Regions from separate parts of the Sus scrofa genome. Here regions 2 and 3 are each linked to region 1. The links are chromatin contacts, called in public Hi-C and HiChIP or PLAC-seq maps. All regions are on one chromosome and are shown on one strand. The core of a region is the stretch at or near the end of the contact, and the rest is flanking DNA. Distances in the headings are between cores, read along the strand shown. Region 1 holds the start of ITPK1 (inositol-tetrakisphosphate 1-kinase). Region 2 holds the start of UBR7 (putative E3 ubiquitin-protein ligase UBR7). Region 3 overlaps ITPK1 (inositol-tetrakisphosphate 1-kinase).

Region 1 (4,335 bases), core at 1,528-4,027:
CCAAAGGAACCTAAGTATGGAGCTTGCCCCCTCTCGTGCCTGCTGCCCCGGCTGTAAAACAAAGGAGCAGGAGGAGACCATCTCCCGCACTCCCTCCAGCTCTGAGGCTTTCTACAAGATCTGACTGACACTTGACCAAACAACTCGTCCCCGTCCGTTCAGGTCGTCCTCCCTGCCTCTGACACTGCCCCAAACATTCGGAGCAGAGCCGCAAGCCGCTTTCAAACATCTCTGGACTTTTTCATGATGCAACTCCCAGACAATTCATCACCATCCAAAGGAAAGCACGAGCACCCCCCAGCCTCTGAAAGTCAAAAACATGACAATGGCCATCCACGACCCCTCCGGGCCACTGAAATGTGCACCAGCACTCACACCACACACAAGAGCCAGCAAAGGGCGCAGGCCACCCTCTCCAGGGTGGGAGCATTTTGCATCCAGTACAGACGTGTGGCCACCAGGGGGCGCTGCCCTGAAAGTAATAAAGGAGAAGAAACCAAAAAATTCTTTTTGGTGTTTTCTTTTCCTTCTTAAGCTTAAGTGACAAAACTAGCTAAAGCTCCCCTGATGAAAACACAAAGTGGGATTCCTGAGGTTCTAGAATGACCTAGATGTTTTCCTTCCTCTCTTTGAAGCCAACGTTTCGGCCAGAAGAAGCCAACTAGACTTGGAAAGCCACAATCCCTTCAGAGAAAGAACTCCGTGCTGGATTTCCCCCCAGAATGGTTGACATCAGAGCTTGCTCCGAACCCCCTGATGAAAGGCAGGAGGGTCCATGAAGAGGGAAAACCCAACTGCAAGTCCAGCCTGAAGACCCAGCCTCAAGTCTTGGCTGGAAGTGTTTCACGAGAGCTTCCTAATTACCAAGCAAAACATACCAACCAGATGACAAGCCTCATGCTTTAGCTGCAGACACAGGATGACACAAATACAGACAGACCTCAGGAAAAAGGGTGCAAGGTATCAGTGGGGATTTCCCAAGTCTTAGATGACTGCAGGGAACTCGGGCACCTAACGCCAGAACCAGACTTCAAGATCAGGTCTAGGGGCTTCTCCACATGTCCTCGGCGTCCAGGGCACATCTTCCACAAGTGCGTGTCTCTGCAGGGCTAGGTGCGAGGGCCCTTTTTGAATGTTCCAAAAGTCCTCAGACCCATTTTCAAAGCTCTGGCTGCAAGTTCCTCCTAGTTTCCTTGTGAATTCCCCGGCCACTCGGCATGCCCTACTGACCATGAAAAGCTTGCTTTCTCCTGGGGAAGCCAGCGTGAGGCAAGGCAGACAAGGCCCTATCCCCAGACCAAGGGACGCAGAACCAGGAGCTGTTGTATACAAGGGGCGCCCCTCTGGCTGCAGCGAGAAGAGCGCCTTGGGGGCTGGAACAAGGCAAAGGAGCAGCAGGCCCTGGGAAAAGGCATGAGGGGCACAGAGGTGCTGCCAGGCGGGCCTGCACCAGCCAGCTCTGACCAGCCACTTGCTCCGCACAAGGGGAGATAAGGAAACCCAATCATTATGTTTGGTGACCCAACAGGGATAAAAATGCAAGGGGGGGTCCATTTTCAAGAATCAAATCTACCAAGTGGAGACACTGCATAACAAAAGGTCTTCCACCTAGAGTTTGCAAAAGCCTGGGGGAGCCTGATTCTCTTAGGCTTTCACGGAGAACAGTATTTAACTAACAGCTTCTCAGAGCCAAAGCCACTGTAGTGAAGCAAGGTGAGGCAGACCTGACCCAAAACTGGATGCATCTGTAATGGACTAAGAATTCCATCGTATTAAAACACCCGGAGCCTCCACCCCAGAAGGACCAGTGGTGGGGGAGGGGGGGGAGCCCAGAGGGAGGAAGGCCGTTCTAGACCAGAAGCATTTACCCACCACCTCCTCTTAGGCATCAAGCCACTCCCTGCTGTGGGACCCCAGGGGGAGGTACCCCACCTCTCTGTGGATGGATCCCCCTTCTCAGACACGTGGCCCAGAATCACCAACCCAGCCAATTCTCAAGGCTGGTGCGAGGCTCTAATGAGACAGCAAATCACATACATGCCAAGTATTGCTACTCGCTTCAAAGAGGCTTAACCCAGTGATATGCGATGATAGCTTCTTGCAAAGACAGCTGCACAGGCGGGGCACAGAGTAGGTGGTCCACGAGCATACGAACCTCGGAGCCCTTCCCCATGAAGGGAAGAGGCCCAAGCAAGAAAAAACACTCCAGTCCAAAAGTACCTCCAGCCACAGGCATACGGCGTGGATCCCCCGATTTCCCAGGTCCCTCGGCCCCCTTTAGCAGTGCTCCCACCGCGCCCTGGGCAGCCAGGGGTCTCCCTACCGGGAGACCCAGTGCACCTGAGAGCCCTGGTCCGTGCCACACCGCCCATACTGGCAACTGCTTCCCTCGTACACAGCCCGCGGCCACCACAGCCACCTGGCTACTCGGACTCCGTGTCCCCACGCACCGCTCCTTCCCGTTTTGCTCTAATCTCCCGAACCAGCCGCTGAGGCTGAACCGGGCTCAGGCCGGGGGTCCCCGGGCGCCGGAGCCCCGTCCCTCCTTACCTGCACAGCTCGGCGAAGGCCTGGAAATTCAGCTTCTTGATTTTCTTCTCGCTCAGCCAGTAGCCAACTCTCTTCCCTTTCAGAAAGGTCTGCATCTTCCTCTTCGGGCGGAGAGCTCGGGTCGGAGGAAATCGCCCACAGGCCGAGTCTGGCGGCCCGGCGCGCGCCGCGAGCGTGCCGGCACCTCCTCCCGGCGGCGGGGACGCGGAACGGGGCTCCGGGCGCGCAGTCCTGCCGGGAGGGGCGGGACGGGGCGGGGCGGGCGCCCGGGCGGAGGGAGCGGCGCTCAGCGCGGCACTCCACTGGCTGCCGCTGCGCCGGGGCCGCCCGCGCCGCCGCCGCCCACGCCCCCGTCGCCCCCGGGGCTCCCGGCGCGCAAGTTCGCGAGCGCCGGCCCGGCCCGGCTGGGAAGAGGAGGGAGGCCCTCCCTCGCTGGCGCCGCCCTCCCGGCGCTGGGGACCGAGCAACACGCCCTCCAGCGGCGGCCGCGGACGATCGGCCACCGCGCCGGGGCTGCGCGCCGCCCCCAAGCCCCTCCTCCCCGCCCTCCCTCCCGTTCTCGCCCGCAGTTCCCCCTCCGAGCCCCGGGCGGCGCGTTTGGCCGATGCGAGCGGAGCGCGTGCGCTGCCCGGCGCGCTCGGACCCCGGCGGGGCGCACGCGGCCGCCAGCGCCCCCAGCCCCACCCCGCCCCGCCCCGCCGTCCTCACCCGCCGCCGCGGCCACCGCCGCCGCTGCCACTTCCTTCTCCTCTCCGTCGTCGTCCTCGCGCGCAGCCCGCGCTCTCGCCGAGCCCGGCCCAGCCGCTGCCACCGTGCTGACCCGGCCGGCAGGACCGCTGGACCAGGCCGGAGGAAACGCGGCGGAGCCGGCCGCCAGGGGGCAGCGCCGCCCGCCGCCTCTTAAAGGCGCAGCGCCTTCCCCGCCTTGCTCTTTGGTGCGCGTTTGTGTCGAGGATCAGGCTGTTGAGCCTGGGGGGTGGAGGGCTCAGTAGCGGCTTTAGGGCGGCCCTTGCCAAGTGCTTTTACTTTGTATAGGAGCGAGAGGAGTCGTGGTGGGGGATTTTCTGCCTGTCCTTTGGGAGTGATCGAGCCACTGAGTTTCATTCATCAAAAGCATCTCTGTAGTCCCAGCAGTATTGACCTCCGAGTGCAGCAGAAGGAGCAGGAAGGGGGGCGGGAGAGAGATACAGACACTCAATGATATCACCCGTCTTCCCTGAAGGAGACAGACCCAGGCTGTGCCCATGGGGGCACTTCGGGTGAGGACATGGACACTCAGGGGCCTTCGCAGGCTTCAGAGGTTGCCCGCCAATCACACTCGGGTCCCCTCCAGCGGGGGAGGGGAGAGGCTGGAAGCATCGAGGATCAGGGTGGGACACCCCCAGAAGACACTTTCCTTTGGGGACGCAGAGCAGCTGCAGGCCCAGCACCCTTAGTTCACCAGCCCCACCCTGCCTGCCCACGCCCTGTGGGCATTAGGGAAGCATCCAGCCCTTGGAGGATTGGGGGAGAAGCGAGCATCTCTCCCCAGACACCGGCAAGAAAAATGAATGGGAGGGAGGGTTGGAGGGCGTCTCAGACTTTCAGGGAAGACATTTAAGCTGGCCGTGGAAAATACGGAGGAGTTCGACGGGCCTGAGAAAAGAGAATAGCTTGAACGGAGGCTGGGAGAAGTGAAAGAACCAAGCTGTTAGGGACAGACTCTCCTTGACCAAACTTGAACGCTGTCTTTAAGGCCCAGCCCCTGGGGGCCTGCCTTCTTCCCCTAATTCCAACTTTCCCCAT
Region 2 (4,429 bases), core at 101-2,600, 71 kb after region 1:
CACTTTTTTTTTTTCAATGGCTCTACCTATACCTGTCCTTATTCCAACGATAAAATTTGCAACTGATTAAAGAGGAACTTTTGGAGTCAAGAAACAGGACTTCACTCTCACGGAAACAATCCATTGTCTGAAGTTTGTGTAATATTCTGAATTGGTTCCTTCACATTATTAGTTTAAGAGCCTGTACAGAGGAGTTAAGTCCTGATTCCAATATTTAATGCTTAGGTTCTTAAGCTTAAGGCAGTCAAAATGTATCTACCTATTCAAGACAAGACTTAAAACAAAAAACCCCCCAAAAACTAAACCAGTTAAATTTCCCGTTTCCACTTTCAAACTGCACCTACAAAACCGGGAAAGGAAAGGAGTCCCTGAGAGTAAACACCTGTTTATCTGAAATCTCTTCCAATCTTAGGAACCCGCTCCTATTCTGCGATGGACCGCAGTCTTCCAAACGTAATTTCACAGCTGGGAGAATTCCTTTTCATCCTTCAACACCCAGCTTAAAAGCCAGACATGCCCACTATTAGGTCTTCCTGGGTTCTCTAGGTTCGAATAGTTATAGGAGGATCCTAGGGTCATCTTTCCACTCTTTAATGAGAGCGTTTACTTGTTTAATCACTCATCAAAATTCCGCAACGACAGGAACTAAGCCGCATTCACCCTCATTCTTTCTTCAGAGCTCAGTCCAATGATTGGCACAGAGCAGCAGGGGTTCGGCCCGCTTTTCTTTGGTTTTGTGTGTGCGTGTATGTGTGTGTGTGTGTGTGTGATATAAATGAAAAGAGTCGTGAAAACAGCCCTGCTAGGTGAGCCCAGGTTAGGCCTAGAGTTGGCGGAAGGTGCTAACAATTTTTAGTAGGAATCCTTCTTCCTCCAGTTTTCTCCAGTCTGCTGTTTTACACGGGCTCCCTGAGATTTTTCCCGGGGCGCCCCTGCCCTCCCTCCAGTCGCTCCAGCACCATCCCAGAGCTCACCGTCCAAGGCCTCTTCTGGAGCCGCCGCCACCCGGTCCTGAGCTTCCCCCTGTACCGGGGAACCGAAGAGCTCGGCCACCAGCTCCTTCATCCGAGCCACGCCCGACAGCAAGCCCTGGAAATGGTCGGCATTGCCTGGCGCCTCACAGGGCACTCGTAGCCGCTGCCGCTGCCCGTCCTGCCCGACATACTCGCCCAACAGCTCCATGGCGACCGCTGAGCTTCAAGAACGCGCCACAGGGATACGCCACCCGGAAGCGGAAACCAGCCAAGCGCGGGCGCAGGCGGGAGAAGGAAGAGGAGTGACTTCCGTTTGTCGGAAGTCGCTCCTCCCCCTTCCTTCTCTCGGCGTCTTTGGGATTGGTTCCAGGCACCCAGGCCCCGCCTCCTACGGCCCCGCCCCTCGCGCCCGCTTTTCCCGCCTCCGCCGGGGCTGAGCGGCGGTCCGGGTGACAGTTGAGGATGGCTGGAGCCGAGGGGACCGCGGGGCGGCAGTCGGAGCTGGAGCCCGTGGTATCGTTGGTCGATGTACTTGAGGAGGACGAGGAGCTGGAGAATGAGGCGTGCGCCGTACTAGGCGGCAGCGACTCCGAGAAGTGCTCCTACTCGCAGGTGGGCGCGCGGCCGGGCCTTACCTCCCCCGGCTCCCCTGGACCTTCTCTTCCCGGACTTACCTTCCCTCTTCCCGCCTGCCGAGGCCGGCACCTCCGTGGTAGTCCGGGGTCACTGTTTGTCATAGGCTTCCTCATCCCAGGCTCAGCCGCCCTTTTACCCTTAGTCTCGTGAGCCCCCTTCCTCTGCTTGTGTCCGGCAGGGCCCCCTTCGTCCCTCGGTTTTCCTCCGACCCCCCAGGATCTCTAGGCTTTGACCCTGGAGCAGCCTTTCCTTCCTCTCCCGTCTCTTCTCGGTGCCCCGGGTGTTTTTCACGAAACCATCCTCGTGTCCTCTCAAATCCAGACATCTTTGTCCCTAATTTTCCCATCCTTAGTATTTATTAGGAACCAGGTGGGAGTCAAAGCAGAGATAAAGGAGAGATCTCTGGATCTGAAAATCTCCCCATGTGGGCTGGGCACTTGGACAGCTGGTCCTCTGCAATTTAGTTTGACAAGTGCTATCTGGTTTTTTGGCGAGAGGAAGCAAGTACCATGTCTCTGTGCAGTCTGCTACCCAGGAGGATAGACCGGAACCCGAACAGCTGGTGGCTCTGGCGAAGGGGTGGGGGTAGGGGAGGAGAGCGAGCACTTGGAAGATGTTGTGAACAAGGCTTTGAGGGGGTGTGATGTAGTGTTGGGTGACTCATCCTATATTCTAGGTACAAAAATGGAGAAAGGTGGGTAGAAGAAAACTAATAAGAGGTGAGAATTGGTAGGAGGAAGGTTCCTTGGCGGGGGGCGTGTGGAGTGGAACGTTGGAGGGTGAGGAGAGAGACTTAGGGTCATTGTGTGGTGTGGACTGAGATCATAATACCAGTTGTCATCATTGACCAGTTGAATTTACACTGCAGAATGGTTAGGGTTTTTTTTTTCTTCTTTTTCTTTTGCCATTTCTTGGGCCGCTCCCGCAGCATATGGAGGTTCCCAAGCTAGGGGTCGAATCGGAGCTGCAGCTGCTGACCTACACCAGAGCCACAGCAACGTGGGATCCTTAACCCACTGAGCAAGGCCAGGAATGGAACCCGTAACCTCATGGTTCCTAGTCGGATTCGTTAACCACTGAGCCATGACAGGAACTACTGGGTAGGGCTTTTTTTTAATACACCTGGTATCAGATGTATTTAATGTTGGCTGGTATTCTAAAACCTTTGGTCACCCCCGAAACAACTTCTTCTGTGCTTTCGTTCGTTTGTTTTTTGTGTTTTAGGGAGGGACCGCTGGAGGTTCCCAGGCTAGGAGTACAATCCGAGCTACAGCTGCTGGCCTATGCCATAGCCACAGGAACGCGGGATCCGGGTCACATCTGTGACCTACACCACAGCTCATGGCAAAGCCGGATCCTTAAACCACTGAGCAAGGCCAGGGATCAAACCCACAACCTCATTGGGTTCGTTGCTGCTGCGCCACTGTGGGAACTCCTGTGCTTTCCTTTTTTTTTTTTTTTTTTTTTAAGTCTGTGCAGAAGTTATTTTTTGAAATATAGTTAGGTTTTAAAAACAGACTTCCTTAAAAAACACTTTTTTGTTTGTTTTTTTAGGGCCACACCCACGGCATATGGAGGTTCCCAGGCTAGGGGTCTAATTGGAGTTGTAGCTGCCGGCCTACACCACAGCCACAGTAACATCATATCTGATCCTTTTCTGCAAACTACACCGCAGCTTATGGCACCACTGGATCCTTAACCCACTGAACAAGGCCAAGGATTGAACGTTCAACCTCAGGGTTCCTAGTCAGATTCAGTAACCACTGTGCCACCACAGGAACTCCTTAAAAAATATTTTTTTAATTGTAGTAGAGCATGTGGAAAATTGCACAAACCTTGTATAAATTTTGGGAAAGCAAAAACAAAAACACATGCACATACGTACTATCCAGATCAGGAAGTAGAGTATTCCTGGCGTCCCGGAAGCTTCCATGAGTCCCTCTCCTTCCTCCCCAGAAGACGGTGACCGTTATCAGGATTTCTAAAAGTTGTACTTGTTTTTCTCTCAGGTTTTTATTTTGTAACATTTTAAGTCTACAGATAAGTTGAAAAAATAATACTGTGAACACTTGTGTACCTTTATATATATTCACTTTTCAACATTTTCCCACATTTGTTTACCTTTCCCCCTTTCATTGTAAATTCTTTTTCCTTTTTTTTCTTTCTGAACCACTTGAAAATAAGTTGCAGACCATGACACTACACTTCTGAATACTTCAGCATACATCCTAAGAATCAAAGGGATTTTTTTTTTTTTTTTTTTGTATTTTTTGCCTTTTCTAGGGCCACTTCCGCAGCACATGGAGGTTCCCAGGCTAGGGGTCTAATTGGAGCTGTAGCCACCGGCTTACACCAGAGCCACAGCAACACCACATCCAAGCCGCGTCTGCGGACCTACACTACAGCTCATGGCAATGCCGGATCCTTAACCCACTGAGCAAGGCCAGGAATCCAACCTGCAACCTCATGGCTCCTAGTCAGATTTGTTAACCACTGAGCCATGATGAGAACTCCAAAGGGATTCTTTAATGCATTGATTTTCTCTTTGGTGGAATCACAAGCATTTTCCAAAATTAAAGTATGGTTATTACTTATGTAAACTGACACACATTCTCCTACATTTTCTTTTTTTTCTTTCTAGGGCCACACTTGCGGCATATGGAAGTTCCCAGGCTGGGGGTCAAATCGGAGCTGCAGCTGCCAGCCTGCGTCACAGCCATAGAGACACGGGATTGGAGCCCCATCTGCAACCTACACTGCATCTTGAAGCAATGCTGGATCCTTAACCCACCAAGTGAGGCCAGGGATCAGACCTGCAT
Region 3 (4,841 bases), core at 1,133-3,632, 130 kb before region 1:
CCTGAGTGCGGATGGGCTCACGCTGTGTCCCTGCCGCTCACCCGCCGGCCTCAGTCCACGCGATGGAGCGTTCCAGTGATGCAATGAGGTCACTCTTATCACCATCGTGTAGGGGAGACACCAAGAGGTTAAGTTTGTGTCTTCAAGGTCAAGAGACAGGGGTGGGAGTGGGGGTGGGGTGCAGCAGCCTGAGAGCTTTGGCACAGCTGTGGTTTGGAGCATGAGGGCTGACATGGCAAGAGACGTTGCCAGGCAATGGGGTGGGCAGGGGCCATGTGCCCTGAGATGCCCACACAGGCCACAGGGCATGGAGATACTTAATTAAATTCAACTTAAGTGTGCAGACAAAAACTATTATTTGCTTGGTGTGACGGCAGAGTCCTAAAACATCCCCAAAGACTCCGTCCCCAGCACACCCTGCATAATCCCTGTAAACATGACCACTTCATTTTCTTAATTTTTAATTTTTTTTTAACTTTTTTGCTTTTTAGGGCCATACTGGTGGCATATGGAAGTTCCCAGGCTAGGGGTGGAATTGGAGCTATAGCTGCCGGCCTCCGCTACAGCCACAGCAACACCGGATCCTTAACCCACTGAGCGAGGCCAGGGATAGATCACAGATTCTCATGGATACCAGTTGGGTTCGTAACTGCTGAGCCACAATGGGAACGCCCAATATGAGCATTTTAAATATGGTGATTAGGCTATGGTATATTGCTGACTATAAAACAGGGAGGCTATTTGGGTGGCCTGCCTGAATCATAGGTGCTCTTAAAAAGCAGGGTTTTTTTAGGAGTTCCCGTTGTGGCTCAGTGGGTTAAGCCAACACACACATGCACCTTTATGTTCTTTGCAGCTCTAGTCACAACAGCCACAACACAGAAACCACCTAAATGTCCATCGATGAATGGATTAAGAAGATGTCGATACACACAATGGAATACTACTCAGCCATGAGAAAGAACAAAATAATGTCATTTGCAGCAACATGGGTGGAACTAGAGACTCTCAAACTAAGTGAAGTAAGTCAGAAAGAGAAAGACAAGTACCACATGATATCACTTATAGCTGGAATCTGGGCACAAATGACCCTTTCCACAGAAAAGAAACTCATGGACTTGGAGAACAGACTTGTGGTTGCCGAGGGGGAGGGAGTGGGCTGGACTGGGAGTTTGGGGTTCATAGATGCAAACGATTGCCTTTGGGATGGATAAGCAATGAGGTCCTGCTGGGAACTATATCTAGTCACTTATGATGGAGCATGGTAATGTGAGAAAAAAGAATGTATATATGTATGTGTGATTGAGTCACCTTGCTGTAAACCAGATATAATGGAAAAAAATAAAAATCATTAAAACAAAAAAGAAGCTGACATAATGTCTGTGAGGAGGTGGGTTCAGTTCCTGGCCTCACTCAGTAGGTTAAGGATCCAACACTGCCACAAGATGCACCATAGGTCGCAGATGTGGCTCGAATCTGGTGTTGCTGTGGCTGTGGTGTAAGCCTCAGAGGCAGCTCTGATTTGACCCCTAGCCTGGGAACTTTCATATGCTGCAGGTGTTGCCATCAAAAAAAAAAAAAAAAAAAAAAAAAAAGGCAGAGTTTTCTCCGAAGAGGAGGTCAGAGACCTGAAGCCCAAGAAGGGCTAGCTAGACATGCCATTGCTGGTTTAAAGATGGAGAGACCAGTGATAAGAAATGTGGGGGCTGTAAGAGCAGAGGGCGCCCCCTGCTGACAGTCAGCAAGGAAACCTCAGTCCTACAGCCCCAAGGACCTGAGTCCTGCCAACAAGCATGAGCTTGGGAGCAGCTTCTTCCTCGGGAACTTCAGATGAGAACTCAGCCCCTCTGACACCTTGATTCCCACCTGTGACACCCTTGAAGCAGCCACATCAGGTAGACTTCTGGCCTACCGAACCATGAGATGATAAAGGCGAGGGGATGTTGCAAGCCAGTTTGTAGTTATTTGTTATGATGCAGCAATGAGAAATGAATAGACTCTGGTTACTGTGAGTTTTCCAAGGGGGACCTTGACTGTGTAATTGGGAGACACTGGGCTGGGGTGGAGGTGGGGGCATTTCAGCAGTGGCTGCAGTGCCAACCCTGCTCCTGGAAGCTTCTGAGGGGCCCTCAGGCTCTGCTGCAGCTGATACCTCCCTGCCAGCAGCCTGATCATTGACTCCCAGCTACAGACTGCTGTTGGGACAACACTGGAGAGGGGGTGCTTCCAGGCTGGGACAGAGGGAAACAAAGGTCAGAGGTCTGACGCTCCCTGCTCTGACATGGCCCTGGTCTGCTGGACACGCAGTGTCCCTCCTGTCTGACTCAGCTAATGACCTGTTTCATCTCAAGGGGACAGAGTGCTATTTGCACCGGGCGTGCTCAAGGCCAAGAGTAGAGAAGCCAGGCACGGGCCCAGGCGGAGACAGGGACACTCCCGAGTCCCGTTCCAGCTCATGGAGACGGCGGCTGGAAATGTGGATTAACTCCGTGGCAGCTGTTTCCACTGATTTATGGCCCTCTTCCGGACCTGCAGGCTGGCTGCGCCACTCAGTTCCAAGTCCCGAGATGCAGCAGCCTTTTCTGTTTGCAAGACATTTTAAAAAATACTATTCGAAGTGCTCTCCCTGGCTGTACATATTCCAAAAGAACAGAAAACGTTAGCCTGGCCCAGTGCAAGGAGGATGCTTCCAGCAATGGAACGGTCCATATTTTCATTTTTATTATTTATTTGTCTTTTGTCTTTTTAGGGCCGCACCTATAGCATATGGAGGTTCCCAGGCTAGGGGTCGAATCGGAGCTGTAGCTGCCAGCCTACACCACAGCCACAGCCACACCAGATCCGAGCCTTGTCTGTGACCTACACCACAGCTCACAGCAAAGCTGGATCCTTAACCCACTGAGCAAGGTCAGGGATTGAGCCTGCAACCTCATGGTCACTAGTTGGATTCATTTCCACTGTGCCACAAGGGAACTCCTGATTGCTACTGATGTGACTGTCCTGGGCTTAGACAAAGGTATCATGGTCACACAGGATGCTAATATGGGACACAGTTGTGCGAAAGGTACATGGGTACTGCATGTAGCGTTTTTTGCAACTTTTTTGTCAAGTCTAAAATTACTTAAAATAACATTTATACTAAAAAATATGTATACAGACAGCCCTTTGTATCTGTGAGGTTCATCCAAATATGAATGGAAAAATATTGGGGGGGGCGAAGAAAATATTCCATTAAGTTCCAAAATTTGCCAGGTGCCAGGAAGTATTTACACATTATTTGTATTGTATTTATAATTATTTACATGGCATGTGCCTTATGGTGGGTATTATAAGTCATGCAGAGACGATGCAAGGTATACAGGAGGGCATGCATAGACTATGTGCAAATACGACACCGTTTTATTACGTAAGGTCCTCGAGTGTCCTCAGACTTTGGTAGCAGGGGAGATCCTGGAACCAACTGCCCACAGATCCTGAGGGGCGACTGTATTGTGAACTTTATAATAAATCCATAAAACTGATATAATTAAAAATAAAGCCAGGCGGGTGTTCAGGGAGGATGGAGGGAGAGGGGTGCACTGCCTGGAAGGGACCTGGGCACAGGGTTGCAGAGGCCAGCATTCATTTAAAGCTAAAAAGAATTTCAAGGAGTTCCTGCTGTGGTGTAACAGATCAGGTGTCTTGGGAGCGCTGGGATGTAGCTTCGATCCCCAGCTCAGCACAGTGAGTTTAGGATCCAGTGTTGCCGCAGCGGTGGTGTATGGTGAAACTGAGGCTCGGATCCGATCCCTGGCCCAGGGGGGATCTCCGTATGCTGAGGGGCAGCCAAAAAAAAGAATCTCAAGAACCCAGGACTCGTCTGGTTACAACGTATCATGTGTGGTCTAAAACCCACAACCCAGGCCGACCTCGGGGACTCATGGCAGGTGGGTACCATCAGGGCCAGCGCCTCACAAGCCTTCCTGATAAGTGTGTGAAGCATTTTCCTGGCAGGCTAATCCCAAATTCGGCCTTGGACACAAAATCAGGGCTAGAAGCTGACCCTGACTCAGGAGCAACAGTTCCCGGGTAGAGGAGGGGCTACACCCTACTGTCCTCTGTGTCCTCCAGACCCTGCTACTACCAACCAGCTGCTCACATGCCTCCTGCTCAAAGCCCGGGCACCCTGTGGGACCGAGGAGAAGAGACGGACCTGGGTGCCCAACTCTGGGCCACACCTGCTGCAGTGAACTGGCCAGACCTTCTGCACGCTTCCCCCTGGGGGATGGCAGCCCTGACAGGTGAGCAAACGACTCAGCAAGCCAGTGACAGCCCAGGCCCCACGAACAGGGCTGAGATTTGAGCCCAGCCAGACCTGTCAGTGCCAAAGCCCCATCCTTCCCCACTCCAATGTGTCACTGTCCCCGAAAAGGACCATAACCCTATGGGACAGAGACTCCATGACTGAGGCACAGTGGACACCAGGGACCTTCCTAGACAATGTCGTTGCCTGGACACCAGAGGGCGCCCGCAAGCAGTGCCAGGTGGTGGTGCCAGAGCACCAGGAAGCTCTGGGGATCACCCCAGGCAGCAGAGACAGAGGCCCCCACTGCATGCATCATAGCCTCAGCCCCTCCTTGTCGGGCTCAGGGACAGTGTGGGTGGAGGAGGCAGTACACATGGGGGTCGGAGCCGGACTCAGGAACCACTGGCTAAGAGGATACCCAGATGGCGTGGGTATCAATCCCCCAGCTCTGCCCCCAGTAGCTCAGTAGCTTTAGCCAACGGGACACAATGCCTGTCAGTGTCCCCACCGTTACGTGGCAGCAGCAGTGCCTTTCTCACAGGGTCATGGTGAGGAT

Evidence for each region. Hi-C and Micro-C count contacts between places; a contact is called where the count stands out from the background. HiChIP or PLAC-seq counts read pairs in DNA pulled down with a chosen protein or histone mark.
Region 2: a contact with region 1 is called in an H3K27ac HiChIP or PLAC-seq map of alveolar macrophages. The contact joins the promoter of UBR7 here to the promoter of ITPK1 in region 1. A contact is called at or near these places in 1 of 47 Hi-C or Micro-C datasets (embryonic fibroblasts) and 1 of 2 datasets of contacts at active chromatin or transcription factors (alveolar macrophages).
Region 3: a contact with region 1 is called in a Hi-C map of liver, with 6 times the contacts expected there. The contact joins the enhancer-like site here to the promoter of ITPK1 in region 1. A contact is called at or near these places in 5 of 47 Hi-C or Micro-C datasets (brain, embryonic fibroblasts, heart right ventricle and 2 more) and 1 of 2 datasets of contacts at active chromatin or transcription factors (alveolar macrophages).

What each region holds. Positions count from the first base shown.
Region 1 is chr7:114,517,399-114,521,733 of Sscrofa11.1, forward strand. It overlaps ITPK1 (inositol-tetrakisphosphate 1-kinase), which reads right to left and starts at 2,778. Exons shown (of 10, transcript NM_001143692.2): 1 at 2,551-2,778. The coding sequence starts at 2,645.
Region 2 is chr7:114,589,570-114,593,998 of Sscrofa11.1, forward strand. UBR7 (putative E3 ubiquitin-protein ligase UBR7) reads left to right here and starts at 1,351. Exons shown (of 11, transcript XM_001926839.5): 1 at 1,351-1,586. The coding sequence starts at 1,437. GON7 (GON7, KEOPS complex subunit homolog) reads right to left here and starts at 1,235. Exons shown (of 2, transcript NM_001167590.1): 1 at 975-1,235. The coding sequence starts at 1,182.
Region 3 is chr7:114,392,164-114,397,004 of Sscrofa11.1, forward strand. The region is part of intron 4 of ITPK1 (inositol-tetrakisphosphate 1-kinase); the gene reads right to left. Among named protein-coding and RNA genes, the nearest start is that of CHGA, 49 kb to the left of the region's middle. Within about 2 kb of position 2,383, at least 13 of the 83 cell types and tissues checked have an H3K27ac peak or open chromatin away from gene starts, as enhancers often do. A contact at or near this core is called in liver and skeletal muscle, where this site is marked.